Linked DNA regions of Zea mays: region 1 is linked to region 2. A link is a contact called in public Hi-C data. All regions are on one chromosome and are shown on one strand. The core of a region is the stretch at or near the end of the contact, and the rest is flanking DNA. Distances in the headings are between cores, read along the strand shown. Region 1 holds the start of LOC100278365. Region 2 holds the start of LOC100283787.

Region 1 (2,845 bases), core at 126-2,625, 210 kb after region 2:
GTTTCTTTAAAACTAGGTTGCTTCCAAACAATACCTTAATTATCTAACACAACAGTTTCTACTAGGTTAGATCTGGTTGGAACCTTTTTTTTTCAAATAAAGTGAATCGTTGCATGTTAAGCTTCAGTCTACACTGGTGTTCCAAGCAAACATTTTAGTCACTTTTTAAAATATGGTGATTATCACTACTTCATGTACAAAGTCTGCCATACTTTTTACCCAGCTAAAAGTATGGTGGACGCTGCAAAAACGACACTTCTTTAGTTCTTGTGTTATTTTATTAAATATGATGATGAGGAGGATATTTGTATCAGGGGCTTTGGTTTTAAGTCTCGCGCTAGGTCATAGAAAACTCAGAACCGGTGCTATAATTAATTATTAGTGGTGTATCTCTTATAGTGCTTATTGAAGGCCTGGAGGGTATCTTGGGTTGCAGATAATTCTGGAAAAAAAATGGCAATAATAAAGTTCTGCGGATCCAAAGATTCTAGAGCTCCAACATGGGAGTGTAAAAAACCTTTTTAAAAAGGGCATGTTGTGTAAGATGGATCGCTACTGGACTGAAGCAAGGGAATGTCTCAATCTTTCCATCCGACGTGCCGGCAACGACGAAGTTGCCACGTCATCCTTCCACCGTGCCGATCCCCTCTGGCCAAGAAAACACGCGAGCCCGGGGGAGCTAGGGGTCGTTTGGGGTTTAGGGTTTCTATCATTTCAAATAATGTTCTTTGTCGGGGAGTAAGGGAAAGAGAAAATAGATATATAATATGTTACTGTTTCTATCATTTTAAATAATGTTCTTTCTTATATAATCCTGATATTGCATTAAAATCTTTAGTGTTGTCTATACTAACATACTACTCTCATTTATATACAGGTATGAGGTTGTATCACTTTTGGTCCTGAGACTTTTATGTACATATTAGTCTGGTGTTTAAACCTTCCTAAAACGGTGTCTATGCAAGAAAAGCTAGGCCACTTTTGATCAACAGACTCATTTGCACCTTGCACACATAAAAAAGGCTCCATCACTTTTGGTCACAAGACTTTTATGTATATATTAACCTGATGTTGAAGCCTTTCTACAACTATGTGTGTATGCAAGGAAAACTGTCACTTCTGGTTAGTAGACTTTTATGTACATATGACTCCCCTGTTGGAACCTTTGTACAACTATACATGCCTATGTAAACTCTTCAGATATATTATTACTGGACACTAAATTATGCTAGCTCAATGTAACTTGCTACTTATTGTAATCTAAATTTGTAGTACTACTGCTACTGCGTTGTTGGTATAAAAAAAAAATTACGCGCGCAGGCGCGCGCGTAACGCACTAGTTATAAAATAATAAAAATTACCAACAATGTCCCTCCTTCCACCGATCCCAGGCCACCCTCCTCCGGAACCCAAACCCAAGCCCAGACCAATCGACCCTGCATCCAAATCTAGGTTTTCGGTTCCCCTCCACAGGATGTCCGACCCCGCCGCTGGAGGCGCCATGGTTCCTGCTGCCGGACGCGGCATCGCATGGGCGAACGGCGGCCCCCGGTTCGGCGACATGGTCTGGGCCAAGGTGAAGTCCCATCCGTGGTGGCCTGGCCATATCTACAGCGTCAGCCTCACCGACGACGAGGAGGTACACCGCGGCCACCGCGACGGGCTCGTCCTCGTCGCCTTCTTCGGTGACTCGAGCTATGGGTGGTTTGACCCCAGCGAGCTCGTCCCCTTCGAGGACCACTTCACCGAGAAGGCGGCCCAGGGCGGCAGCTCCCGCAGCAGCTTTGCCGCCGCCGTGGCCGAGGCCGTCGACGAGGTAGCCCGCCGCAGCGCGCTGGCGCTGCTCTGCCCTTGCGACATTCCTGACGCCTTCCGTCCCCACCCCAGCGACGGCAACTTCTTCCTGGTCGACGTCCCGGCATTCGACACCGACGCTGACTACCAACTCGACCAGATCCGGGCCGCACGGCAGCGATTCGTGCCGCGGAAGGCGCTCAACTACCTGCTGGACGCCGCCGTGACTCAGCGAGACGCGGCGGAAAAAGCCGCGCGCACCGTGCCTGGGATGGAGATGGCCGCGCTGTTCTTGGCGTACCGCCGCGCGGTGTTTTCGCCGATAGACAACACCTACGCCCAAGCTTTCGGGGTGGATCCTGAGCTGGCTCTTGCTGCCGAGCAGAAAGCCGCGGCAGAGAGAGCTCAACGAGGTATCAACAACACTCACATGCTCAATTCTAGCTGTACTGTTGTTCTTGTTACTGTGTACTTGAAATTGATGGGTAAACAATGTTCCTACTGCTTTTATAGATCAAGCAACAATTATTTTGATGTGAATAACGGAGTGGATCTGATTCAAATAGTTTCTATTTCACTTCTGTTTAACTGTTGGTTGCATTTTTTTTATCAACGAGAGTGATTATTGAATTTGGGATGATATTCATGCAGAAACTTGTTGAATAAATTGTTTGTTTCACGGGATTCAGTCCATCTAACCTAGTAAAATATGAGACATGCATATTCACAGATCAATCTGCATTTGTTCTAGAAATTGAACGGCTGTGTGATATAGTATCATATACGTGTCTATACGATACTATCCTGATATGTATGCTGAGTTAGGTCTTTTCTCATTCTAGCTTTTCTCTAGGAAAAAAAACACCATCCATGATCTTGTTGGCATGAAATGTTTAAAGTTGTGACTAGTTTGTATCATGAAGGTTTAAAGCCATGACTAGTTAGCATGAGCCTGTTATTGGAGTCTTGAGATGTTTTATTTCTATATGTCCATACACTTACATGACTAGGAAGTTTTCTCTGCAGTATATTTGGTTCTTTTGCACTATGG
Region 2 (3,046 bases), core at 54-2,553:
ATAACTATATATCCTAGCTATGCTAGCTACCTCACCTTGTTGTCCTGGTTGCAGTCGAGCTTCAGGAACACAACATCCAGGTTCTTCTCAGACATCTCCTGGAATTTCGGAGCCATCACTTTGCAAGGCCCGCACCTGCAAATATTGTTAATGAACACACTGCTGTCTCAGATTCTACGTACACAATCATCTAGCTAGTGAGGTGAGATCTATTGTCATTAGAGATCATCACCATAAATTTCTGTTTTTGTTTTTTGGATCAAGGCATGAGAAGCAAACAACTAATAGGTCTGTGCTTGGTTCACCAAACCGATGGTTCATATCTACATAAATTTTATCAACCACACAACATAGAAAATCTTAATTAGTCATGACAATGCATGGTGAAGGTTAATTAATAACAGTGAACCCTTCACGCCTCCATCTATTTTCTGACTGGTATTTTATTACTATACATATTTAGCACTACAATAATAACATGTCCTTTAAAATAAAAAATAAATTTAAATGACTATTTTTTCAATCGAACCATACCATTTCAAGCACCTCTATCGATCACCGAGTCGACATTTGATCTAAACAAATCAAAGTTTTGTGATGTGAGTTCCGTCAGGTCGTCTAATAAGATTGGTTTCTTGGTGTTGTCCTGTTCCACGAAACGTCTCACCGCCATAGGTAAAGATAGAGTAATTAAGCCATATCCTTATCCTAATAATAGAGTAAAAAACACCTGGATTTTAGATTTGTGTCATACCATATCTATTTGTGTGTCTTGATTAGTAGTAAGTAAACTAAAATTCGTTAAAGACCGAATGGAAGAAGAAGAAGAAGATATATATATTGTAGTGTACGCACCATTCGGTGTACATGTCGAGGACGACGACCTTGTCGCCGGCGGCCTCGACGATGGGCCAGAAGGTGTCCTTGTTGACCTCCGTGACCTGCCCGGTGACGGCCTCACATCCCAGACCCACCGTGCTCGTCTCGATCCCGCTGGACCTCACCGGCGCGACTCCCCTCGTCTCGGAGGCCGTCGCCAGCAGCAGGCTCCTCTTCTGGGCCGCGGCCGTCGCCAAGACGGCCGGCCGGCACGTCGTCGTGGAGATTGGCGCCGGCGTGGAGGCCAGCCCGTGGGACGATGAGATTGGTAGGCGCAGGGCCATTGGTCTGGTCTGGTCTGGTATGGTCTGGTCTGGTGGATGGAGGTAGCTGACTAGCTGAGGGTACGGTACTACGGTAGCGGCGGCACTGGCAGGCTGGCGATGATGGAGGGGCAGAGCAAGCAAAGGTGGTGGGCTGTGGCTGTGATTGCTCGCCAGGATTCTCCAAGATAAGCCGCGTGGCGCCAATCACAAACGCGCCATCGTTGCCTGCTAATTTTTGGTTGGGCCGCGGATGACAGGCCCAGAACAAGCCCAAGCTCAGGCACATTTCCCTCTGCTTACGGCGGAACCTAACTTGCAAGCAAGCCGAGGACTTTATAAATCGAGGGACAATAGATTTATGTTTGGTTGGGATTCATGCATGGACTTACTAGGTTATACTGGTTCAGGCTTTCGCCCTAGTCCAGTGTAGTGTTATCAAAATATTGCTTTGAGACGTGTTACAACACGTGTGCTTGTGTGTACAAAGGGAGAGGGACTCCCTTTTATAGTTCAATGGACAGTCTTTACATGAGAGAGTTCTTCAGCTAATGTCTTGTGATGTAGTACGTGGTGGGCCCCTTGGGTCACTCTCAGCCTCTCAGGGCATGCCTCCGTGCGGCATGGTTTCTTCTGATGGTCATGTGATGTCTGTCTCGTCCATCCGACGTGCGAGTCTCTATAGCTTACTCTACGCCTACGGTGCCCGTACCTGATGGGTCCTGCAGAACGTGCTCTTGGTAAGGTTGAGGTTCGTGTTCAGAACAGATTTATCTTCCATCATTGCCATTGTGTCACTGTCCAGCATGCGCGAGTATGCACTAGACATGTTGTCCTGTCCGTATTGTACGTGAGTCGTTACCGTGGAGACTATGTTGTCGTGGCCCCCTTGGTACTGTACGCGTGGCACAAACATGGTTTGGTGATGATGTGTCCTGCTACGGCCGTCGTGGACCAATAACGTCGGCTTGGGTTCCTTCCTTGCGAGTTCGTTTGGCGTGATCTTGGTTGTATGCCACGCCTCGCAGTCTTGCTCAGCGGAGACTTGGTCGTTCACCCCACATCACAGACTTGCTCGGTGGAGACTTTATCGTTCGCCCCGCCTCGCAGTCTTGCTCAGCGGAGACTTGGTCGTTCACCCCGCATCACAGACTTGCTTGGCGGAGACTGCCTCGCAGACTTGCTCATCGAGGATTTGGTTGTACGCCCCGCCTCGCTGTCGTGCTCGGTGAACAGGCTAGAAAGAAGTTTATGGGCCTCGCCATGGGTACCCTATTCCTGGGTACCCGACACGAACCAATCTACTTTATTTACCTTTCTTGCCCTAGGAGTAGATGTAATGTAGCTTTAGTTGTAGCTTTCCACATATCCACACCCACCCCTATTCGACTCTACGTCATCTAGATCCGTCTTGGATGGTCTGCTGACCCTAAGACGACCCTAGGATCTTACCTCTCCTGATGAGCAAGATTTACTTCGTCTACTTCACTCAAGATCTCTTCCTCAAATTGATTACTTAATTTCTAGGTGAGTCTACATCGTCTGGGGACGCCCTGGGTGACCTGCCGACTAGAAGCACCCGAAGATCTCTCCCAAGGGGTGGGGTCTAGGTCCTACGAGGAGAAGAAGATGACCTTGCACCATCACAGACCGTCTGGCCTAGAGCGCGAACCATCTAGATAGCGTGCAGAGAAGACCCGCTCCTGCAGTAGGGTCCTAGACCATCTGGCCCAGAGCCACGTATAGTCCGCGCCACCGTAGCGAGCACCGCTAGGCGACCCGACGACCCGTCACGGACCGCCGCGCCGTTGTAACACCCTGAATTTGGGGCTATAAAATTTCTTTTCTAATATCCACCAAATTCAGGTGTTACTCTCTCAGTTCTTCGCTTTCCTTTCTCTTTT

Evidence for each region. Hi-C and Micro-C count contacts between places; a contact is called where the count stands out from the background.
Region 1: a Hi-C map of leaf shows a contact between it and region 2, with 8 times the contacts expected there. The contact joins the promoter of LOC100278365 here to the promoter of LOC100283787 in region 2. A contact is called at or near these places in 11 of 25 Hi-C or Micro-C datasets (bundle sheath, ear, endosperm and 5 more) and 2 of 3 datasets of contacts at active chromatin or transcription factors (leaf and seedling).

What each region holds. Positions count from the first base shown.
Region 1 is chr10:92,034,285-92,037,129 of Zm-B73-REFERENCE-NAM-5.0, forward strand. LOC100278365 reads left to right here and starts at 1,376. Exons shown (of 1, transcript NM_001346016.1): 1 at 1,376-2,845. The coding sequence starts at 1,475. The coding sequence ends at 2,416.
Region 2 is chr10:91,827,622-91,830,667 of Zm-B73-REFERENCE-NAM-5.0, forward strand. LOC100283787 reads right to left here and starts at 1,304. Exons shown (of 3, transcript NM_001156686.1): 1 at 856-1,304; 2 at 36-135. The coding sequence starts at 1,163.